Linked DNA regions of Mus musculus: region 1 is linked to region 2. A link is a contact called in public Hi-C data. All regions are on one chromosome and are shown on one strand. Each heading gives the region's core, a stretch centred on a gene start, on an enhancer-like site or on the middle of the called end of the contact. The rest is flanking DNA. Distances are from core to core; before and after follow the strand shown. Region 1 has its middle 21 kb from the start of Dnah5. Region 2 overlaps Trio (triple functional domain (PTPRF interacting)).

Region 1 (4,143 bases), core at 699-3,198, 300 kb after region 2:
GTGCAATAGGACAGAGGCAAGGAAGGGTCAGAACTGAATCAAAGACAGGAAGGAGGAAGGAGGGGGCGAGTTTGTAAGATTCCTATACCAACATCTTCTAGAAAAGTCTTAAGATATGAGCAGAGTAGGGCCAGAAGCCAGGGCTTTTGAGACATGTTGCTACAAATTATGTGCTGAGTTCCTTTAGATATTCTTGGAGGTAATACTAGTAATAGCTAAAACTTAAAATAAGCAAGGAAGGAGGGAGGGAGGGAGGCAAGCAAGCAAGCAAGCAAGCAAGCAAACATTTTGGTTTCAGAATTCTGATCCTTTGTATATGAATGCAAGAAGGATGAAACTCACTGATAGATTAATTGTTTAGTATATGTGAGACCCTGGGGGAATGCCCATTTTGGTAGTTTGAATAATATGACCCCCATGGGATCATATATTTGAATGCTGAGTCACCAGGGAGTGGAACTCTTTGAAAGGATTAGAAGGATTAGGAGGTGTGGCCTCACTGGAAGAAGTGTGTCATGGAGAGGCCATGCTAGACTCAGCCCCCCCCCCCCCTTTCTCTGCCTGCAGACCAGGATGTAGCTACTTCTCTAGCACCATGCCTGCCATGATAAATATAACGGACGAATCCTCTGAAACTGTAAGCAAGCCCTCAACTAAATGCTTTCTTTCATAAGAGTTGCCAAGGACATGTTGTCTCTTTACAGCAATAGAACAGGGACCCAGACACCCAGCAATACACAAAAAAGCAAAACAAAGCCCAACAAAAGCCAAACAATAACAAGGGACTTTGGGCTGAGACTGGGCCATGTGCACCTCAGCTCTCTCAGTAAGGCTACAGAGATCCCCTTGAGCATGGGATGGGAAAGAAGTGTGAAGGCTTTGCCCTCAGACTGGCCCTTCAAGTCAGCTTCATGATCTACAGACAGATGCTTTTTCAAGTTGTGGCTTTTCTTCTCTGTTAGATGAAGCCCAGCTGCAATGCTAGGTAGCAGTGAGGCTCCATGAAGATGAAGCAGGCATTTTTCCCTGTTGAGCCAGGGAAAAATTAACTATTTAGAGTTCTCCCCCTATTCTATGGTGCTTTTTACCCACCAGGCCTGAGGAGACTTTCTGCGTCCCCTGAGCTAATGGGATGCATGTGTATAAGATCAGTGCCCCATGGCACAGCATTTCTTAGGAAGAAGCCAGAGTGCTACAGGTTGCATGTTTGTATCTTCCACAAATTAATCCGAGTAAAACCCTCGGCCCCAGAGTATTAGGGAGTGGGGCCTTTGGCTAGTGATGAGTCATGAGAGTTCAGACAGAGCATCGTTTATGAGCAAGGAACCGTTTATGTGCCTTTATGACACAGAGTTGGTAAACACCTTGAGCTTGGCTTTTTAGCCAGCCTCCAGAACTATGAGACGCATGACTTTTGTTTATAAGACACCCAGTCGGGCTGGTGAGATGGCTCAGCGGTTAAGAGCACTGACTGCTCTTCATGAGTTCAATTCCCAGCAACCACATGGTGGCTCACAACCATCTGTAATGAGAGAGAGAGAGAAAAAAAAATCTATGGCCCGGAAAGAGCGGAGCTGAAGAAAGAGAGAGAAGGGAAGGGGGTGGGGGAAGTCACCGAGTCTACGGTGATAAGTTATAGCATCTTATGGGACTAAGACAAGGGCTAGAGGGGTAACAGACACTGGGAATAGACAGGGGAGCGGTGGGTGTCATACATCCTTCACGCTGGAAAGCCTGGGTGACGTCATAGGCGAGCCTCGGGCCGAGCCTCCCTTGCCCCACTGAACACAGAATGAGAAGCTGTGGTTCTTAAGATGTCTCTAGAACTATTGCCATTTTACGTTCACTTATGACTCTCAAAGTCACTGCTGAGGAGCCACCCTGTCCACGTGCTAATGTGAGTGACACCAGGTGAAATGCTCGAAATAAATACCTAAGCAGGCTTGGCCACACAATAGCTTGGAGAGCAGCGCCCTCTTGTGGAGAAGTCTGAAATATTCCAGTGACATAGCTCAGACTTGAAGTTTGATAAAATACATTTGAATTTTGATATTATGACTCTTTGGAAAACACCTTATCTTTAAGTTTTATATAATGAGATGTATACATGCTATGTATCAAGTTATGTATTTATACAGGACAGTATAATTTATGTGAAGTTTATGAACATTATTTTTTCAAGTATAGGAAATCATTGAAATCTCATCAATACCTTAAGGGAAAATGCCCTCATGCCCAATTTCTTGGACAAAGAATTGCATTCTACAGCATTTCTAGGAATCGATGTGAACTGAAGACAGCCAAACATTAGATGGAGTTCGGGGAGTCTCGTGGAAGAGTTGGGGGAAGGACTGAGGGCCCTGAAGGGGATAGGAACTCCATAGGAAGACCAACAGAGTCAACTAACATGGACCCTTGGGGATCCCAGAGACTGGACCGCCAACCAAAGAACATTCCCAGGTTGGCCCTAGGCTCCTGCACATATGTGCCAGATGTGCAGCTTGGTCTTCATGAGTGTCCCCAGACAAGGGGAGCAGGGGCTTACCCTGACTCTGTTGCCCATCTGTAGATCCTGGTCCGATAACTGGGCTGTCTTGTCTGGTCTCGATGGGAGAGGAGAGGATGTGCCTAGTCCTGCAGTGACTTGAGGTGCCAGGGTGGATTGGTACCCAGGGGGGACCTCCCTCTTCTCAGAGGTGAAGGGGGTGCAGGAATGGGGGGAGGGGCCTTGTGAGAGGTGGACTGGGAGGGAAGGGAGCTGCAATAGGGATGCAAAGTGAATAAATAAATTAGTGGAAAAAATAAACTTGAGGACAAGGAGTGCTCATGAGCACTTGGAATTGAATGAGGATTCCTATTATGTCCGATACTTAGTAGATCAAGGAAAGGGCTCATGAGAAGGCTTTGTTTTAGTAATGGAATAGAAGAAACTAGAAGATTTGCCTCTGTCCATTTAAAGATTGGTGGGAATGGTTTTTAATTTGATTCCTGGTAATCCATAAACCTACAAACTCCACAAATCCGTTCTAATATTGCTAACATTTCAAAGCATTGAAGGCTTTAGGATCTTCCTCTCCTTCTCTTCCTTCTTTCTTCTTCCTCCTTCCCTCCCTCCCTCCCTCCCTCCCTCCCTCCCTCCCTCCCTCCCTCCCTCCCTTCCTTCCTTCCTTCCTTCCTTCCTTCTTTCCTCCCTCCTTCCTCTTCGTTCTCCTATTCTTCTGCTTCCTCTTCTTCCTCCTCCTCCTCCTCCTTCCTCTTCTTCAAGGCTGGCTGGCAAACAACTTCCAAGGTCCCACTTCTCTTTGTGCTCTCAGCTCTGAGGTTACAGATCTGTACCCCGTGCCTGACTTTTAGGTGGGTGCTGGGATCCAAACACAGGTCCTCATATTTCTGTGGAAGACGCTTCCTCCCAGCCCTGAGAACTTTGCTATCAGAACATGATTTGTCATTGCCACTTGGAGTAATGAAAACAAAACGATAGATATCTTTGCTACCTTGATTGGATATGGTGGTTTTGTGAGTGTGAGTTCATGTATTAAATATGTGTAGTTTTAAAATATGAATTATACTTCAATGAAAGTGTACTTCAATGAAAGAAAATAGTAGAGAAAACCCCAAAATAAAAAATTCCTATCATCTGCAAATAATGGTACCTGATTTGAACTTGAAGTGAAGAATAAACATATACATGAAAGGATACCGACAAATATGAGCTCAAAGCATCTGAGTCAGGGAGTATGTAGGGTCCTGAACTGAATTAAAAGGAACCTGTACTTGGGCACTAAGAGTGAGAGCCTGTCTCTGAATTGAGATGCTGTTAGCCACTCAAGGGCAGCCATCCAGACCCACGCCATTTCCTGGCCCTGGGCGTTCCTTCATCTTTCCTCTTACAGCCATCTTGAATGGGTTATGTTAACAGATCTAAGATGTGTTATGTTTGCAACCTACAGTTCTTTAAGGATATGGAAGTGATTTACCGGAAGTACTTAGCCAAGAGGAGTTCTGGTGAGAATCTAGAATTGATAGTGAGGCAGAAGCCAGAGGCCTCGAAGGAGACCAATGACTCGTGGCAATGGAAATTTGTCAGGAAAGCTGTTTGGGCAAAGGGTACACTGTGTGACACACTGTCGCTTCCATGGTGGG
Region 2 (3,604 bases), core at 686-3,185:
ACAGTCACCTGCCCACCATCCCTGCTCCCTGGATCCATCTGTCTGCTGTCAGTGTGGTCTAACTCATCTACCCGTTCTGCTGACTCTGCCCTGAAAGGTACCACATTTCCACGTCTTCCACACCCGCCCCTCTGCACACAGCTATGATCTGACTGCGCGCTGGGAGGAAGTTCCCTATTTTTTTTTCTCAGCTTCAGTTTCCCTCCCAGTCAGCGGTGATGAGCATGCGCAGTTGAAGATTTAAATGTGTCCGCATGACCCACCACGGCAACCATGAGGCAGCTGCGCGGCACACACACCTGTCGTTGGAATTATAAATGCAGTGAGGGACTCCAAGCCGACTGCACTCTCTACTGGCTGCCCAGGAGATCTAGGTCTCCTGAGGAGGCCTTCGTAAGTGTGTCTCACTCCCCTCTGAAAAGCAATGTCTCAACCTCGAACCATTTAACGACTGTCTCCGTGAGCATGACCAACTCCACACAGAACTGGGGAGTCCACCAGGGAACCCTGAAGCTTCAGGGCAGCAGTCAAGATAGACAGAAGTTCACTGACAAGTTCATTGGGCGTGGCACATTTCAATATGTGAGATTTTTATTTGTAAGTTCTTTATAATAAAGTTTTAACAAACAAACAAAAGAAGTATTTTAAAGTTGAAAAGGATTTTGCCGGGCAAACCTAACATCTAAGCTCCAACCTATCGCCTACCTGTAAGAGCTTCTGGAAGGGATAGAGGGGGGAAGACTTTCAAGAAACAAAAACAAAACAAAACCCTACAACTCTTTGTGGTATATTCTTTATATTCCTTAACTTAAAAACAACAACAAACCAAAACCAAATCAACCAACCAAACAAACAAACAAAAACCCAGGGCAGTGCAAAGTCAAACGCTTGGCAATTCCTCTCAACTTCCAGAGACTTGAAGCAAGGCACTGCTTCGCAGTGTTGGAGATAAACATTTGCTGGATAGGTAGAGGGAGCAAATCCCCACAGCTGAATCTTTTTTTTAACCCTGAGAGAAGTACTTCAGGGACTATAGCTTGGAAATACAATCTATCTGTGTGGCTCAGCCATTTTCCCCTTAGCACTGGCTCTTCCCACCAGGAATGTAAAATTACTGCTGACACTGTGTTTCCAGCAAACACAAAAGCGCCTGAAGTGATGTGCACGTACCCAGCGCTTTATTAAGATAAGAGCAGATGGTTATGGAATCCTGCTGAAGTTCCCAAGCCTCCCACAAGGCTACTGTCTCTTTAGAAAGCCTGGGTAAAATTTCCTTCTTGGCAAGGAGACTGTGGATTAATATATTTGTGAAAGTCACAGCATCTTAAAGACATGTGCACAAACCCTTCATTTAAATATAAGAAGATTAGCAAGTCACTGGATTTTTATCACCCTAGTCCAGCCGCCATCTCTGATCACACTTGTAGCCAATGGTTGTCAATTCTGTGTCATAAAAAAAATAAAATAAAAATCCCAGCCCCATAAATAGGGCAGGATGGGTCTGCCCTCCCCCTTAAGCTGAAGAACAAGTCAAAAGTTAATCTTTTTCCTCCCTACATGGCTCAGAAGCAGAGCAAAGAATCTAGGAGGCTAATACCACCTTCCTCTCTATGCAGAAGGCAGGGTGCCAGCATCTTTCCTGTTCATCAGCGCCCTCTAGTGGACAGCTCCAAGGTCAAGGCACTGAAAAGAGTGCAGCACTTACATGCTTCAGCTAAATGTGCAGAAAACTGCTGACGGTTTGACCTGACTCCCCCTTTCGTAAAGAAAAGGAAATCACTGAATAATGACAAACCTGACCATGATGATGGCACAGTGGGCTTACATGAACTAACAGTCATCTTGCCACCTGAGCACCTGCTGCCGAGACAGGCCTGCACTGTGCGTACAGGAAGCCTCTGGCTCCCCAAGGAACCACAGAAGGGCCATCATCACTCTCAGTCTGCAGGGGCAGTAGGAGTCTTGGTTATTCTGCAGAGGAGCCAATGTGTAGGGTAGGGAGGCAGCCTCCCAGTGTTTTCTTAAGCTTCTGTTATTGCCTCTTCTGGGTTGGCACAGCTGACGGGCAGGTGCTGCTACTGCGGGAAGGAGAAAAGCTCTCCAGCATCGGAACACGACTGGGAAGAAGTGGTTCCGCAGAGTACAGACTCAAACTGGGCGAGGGCCAGTTAGCGAGTGCTCGGGACAAGCCCCGGCACGTTCTCCTGCGCAGGGGTAGGGTTCTAGCCATCTTAAAACCACACCCAGCCTGTAAAACAGTGTTCTGTAAGAGGGTCCTACTCCCTAATTAATGTGCCAGACTTTGGGGACTCGTCTCTCTGTGACTATTAGTACAAGAACTTGTGACAGAGTGTAATCTTCACTTAGCCCTTCAGTGTGTGCCTGGAAACACTGTATTTGATTATCGGACGTGTCCAGGTTTCGCCGCAAGTCCACAGATCACAAGGCTTTCTAAGGTCTGAAGACGCCATGGCTCTAAATCTGTACCCACTCCCTGGGGTGCAGTATGCACAGACTTTCACTATTCTCCCTTTCGAGCTAAAAACAAGGCTCCCGGAAGTCAACTCAAGAGTAACGCTTGACATGCAGGGCTTGACCTAGTATATGGTCTTAGGGGTCAGCACATTAGGCGAGAGGGTGGAAAGTCCGGCTGGAAGCCGTGGCAATATCTTGTATAAACTGCATTTTCATCTCTAATAATGCTGCTTGTACAAACTAGACAAGAAATCTGACATTGCCAGAGGAAGAGTATACAAACCACAGTACTTAAGGTAACCCGGAGAACATCCAGATAAAACACAAAAAGACGTGTCCACTTCAACGTGTGTGTGTGTGTGTGTGTGTGTGTGTGTAATGTGTGTGGGCGTGCCTGTGGGGGGGGGAGGCTTGCCTGTGTGTGCCTCTGTGTGTGTGTGCCTCTGCCTCTGTGTATGTGTGTGTGTGCCTCTGTCTCTGTGTGTGTGTGTATGTGTGTGTGTGTGTGTGTGTGTATGTGTGTGTGTGCCTCTGTCTCTCTGTGTGTGTGCCTGTGTGTGTGTGTGTGTGTGTGTGTGTGTGTGTGTTGTTGAGGAAAGAGCCCAAGACTCCAGCAACTGTTAAAAGACAGTGCATAGTGCACAATGGTATGTTTTTACCATGCAGTCCAAATTATCCTAGGACTCACTGTGGACCTGCAGGTTTGCCTTCAACTGGAGATGACACTCAGCCTCAGCAGGCCAAGCTAATAGTGTTTTCTGCCCTATCAATGGAACCTCCTTCAAGGTCACATGTTATAGACATTATAAAGACAGTATGTCATTTTACCGTAACTGTGCAAGGCCTTGTGGTCTCGGGGGAGCTGGATCATACAGATCATAGAAGGCTAACTAAAGTGGGATTCCATCTACACACCTATGGGGAAGCTGTCATCTGTGGCGTGGTGAGAATGTCTGATGACATGGTTTCCTTTGGGGTCACCCATGCTCTTTAAATAGCACAATAAACTTGCCTGCTCGCCAAGGTAGACTTTGGTGTAGTCATATTTTTGGTGATCTTTCTCGACAGGAGCCTGTATCTGTTTATATCTCCCTAGAAAAAGGACTCACACAACAAATACAGTACCTCT

Evidence for each region. A called contact is a pair of places that touch in the nucleus more often than the background predicts.
Region 1: a contact with region 2 is called in a Hi-C map of cerebral cortex, with 3 times the contacts expected there. The contact joins two enhancer-like sites. A contact is called at or near these places in 2 of 15 datasets of contacts at CTCF or cohesin (both in embryonic stem cells), 12 of 484 Hi-C or Micro-C datasets (CD4 T cells, Sertoli cells, bone marrow-derived macrophages and 8 more), 21 of 115 datasets of contacts at active chromatin or transcription factors (Th17 cells, astrocytes, bone marrow-derived macrophages and 15 more) and 1 of 9 other capture datasets (embryonic stem cells).

What each region holds. Positions count from the first base shown.
Region 1 is chr15:28,180,218-28,184,360 of GRCm38.p6, forward strand. It overlaps a transcript of Dnah5 not described here. Among named protein-coding and RNA genes, the nearest start is that of Dnah5, 21 kb to the right of the region's middle. Within about 2 kb of position 1,949, at least 60 of the 459 cell types and tissues checked have an H3K27ac peak or open chromatin away from gene starts, as enhancers often do. A contact at or near this core is called in cerebral cortex and forebrain, where this site is marked.
Region 2 is chr15:27,882,891-27,886,494 of GRCm38.p6, forward strand. All of the region lies in intron 9 of Trio (triple functional domain (PTPRF interacting)), which reads right to left. Among named protein-coding and RNA genes, the nearest start is that of Gm29975, 110 kb to the right of the region's middle. Within about 2 kb of position 1,936, at least 100 of the 459 cell types and tissues checked have an H3K27ac peak or open chromatin away from gene starts, as enhancers often do. A contact at or near this core is called in cerebral cortex and forebrain, where this site is marked.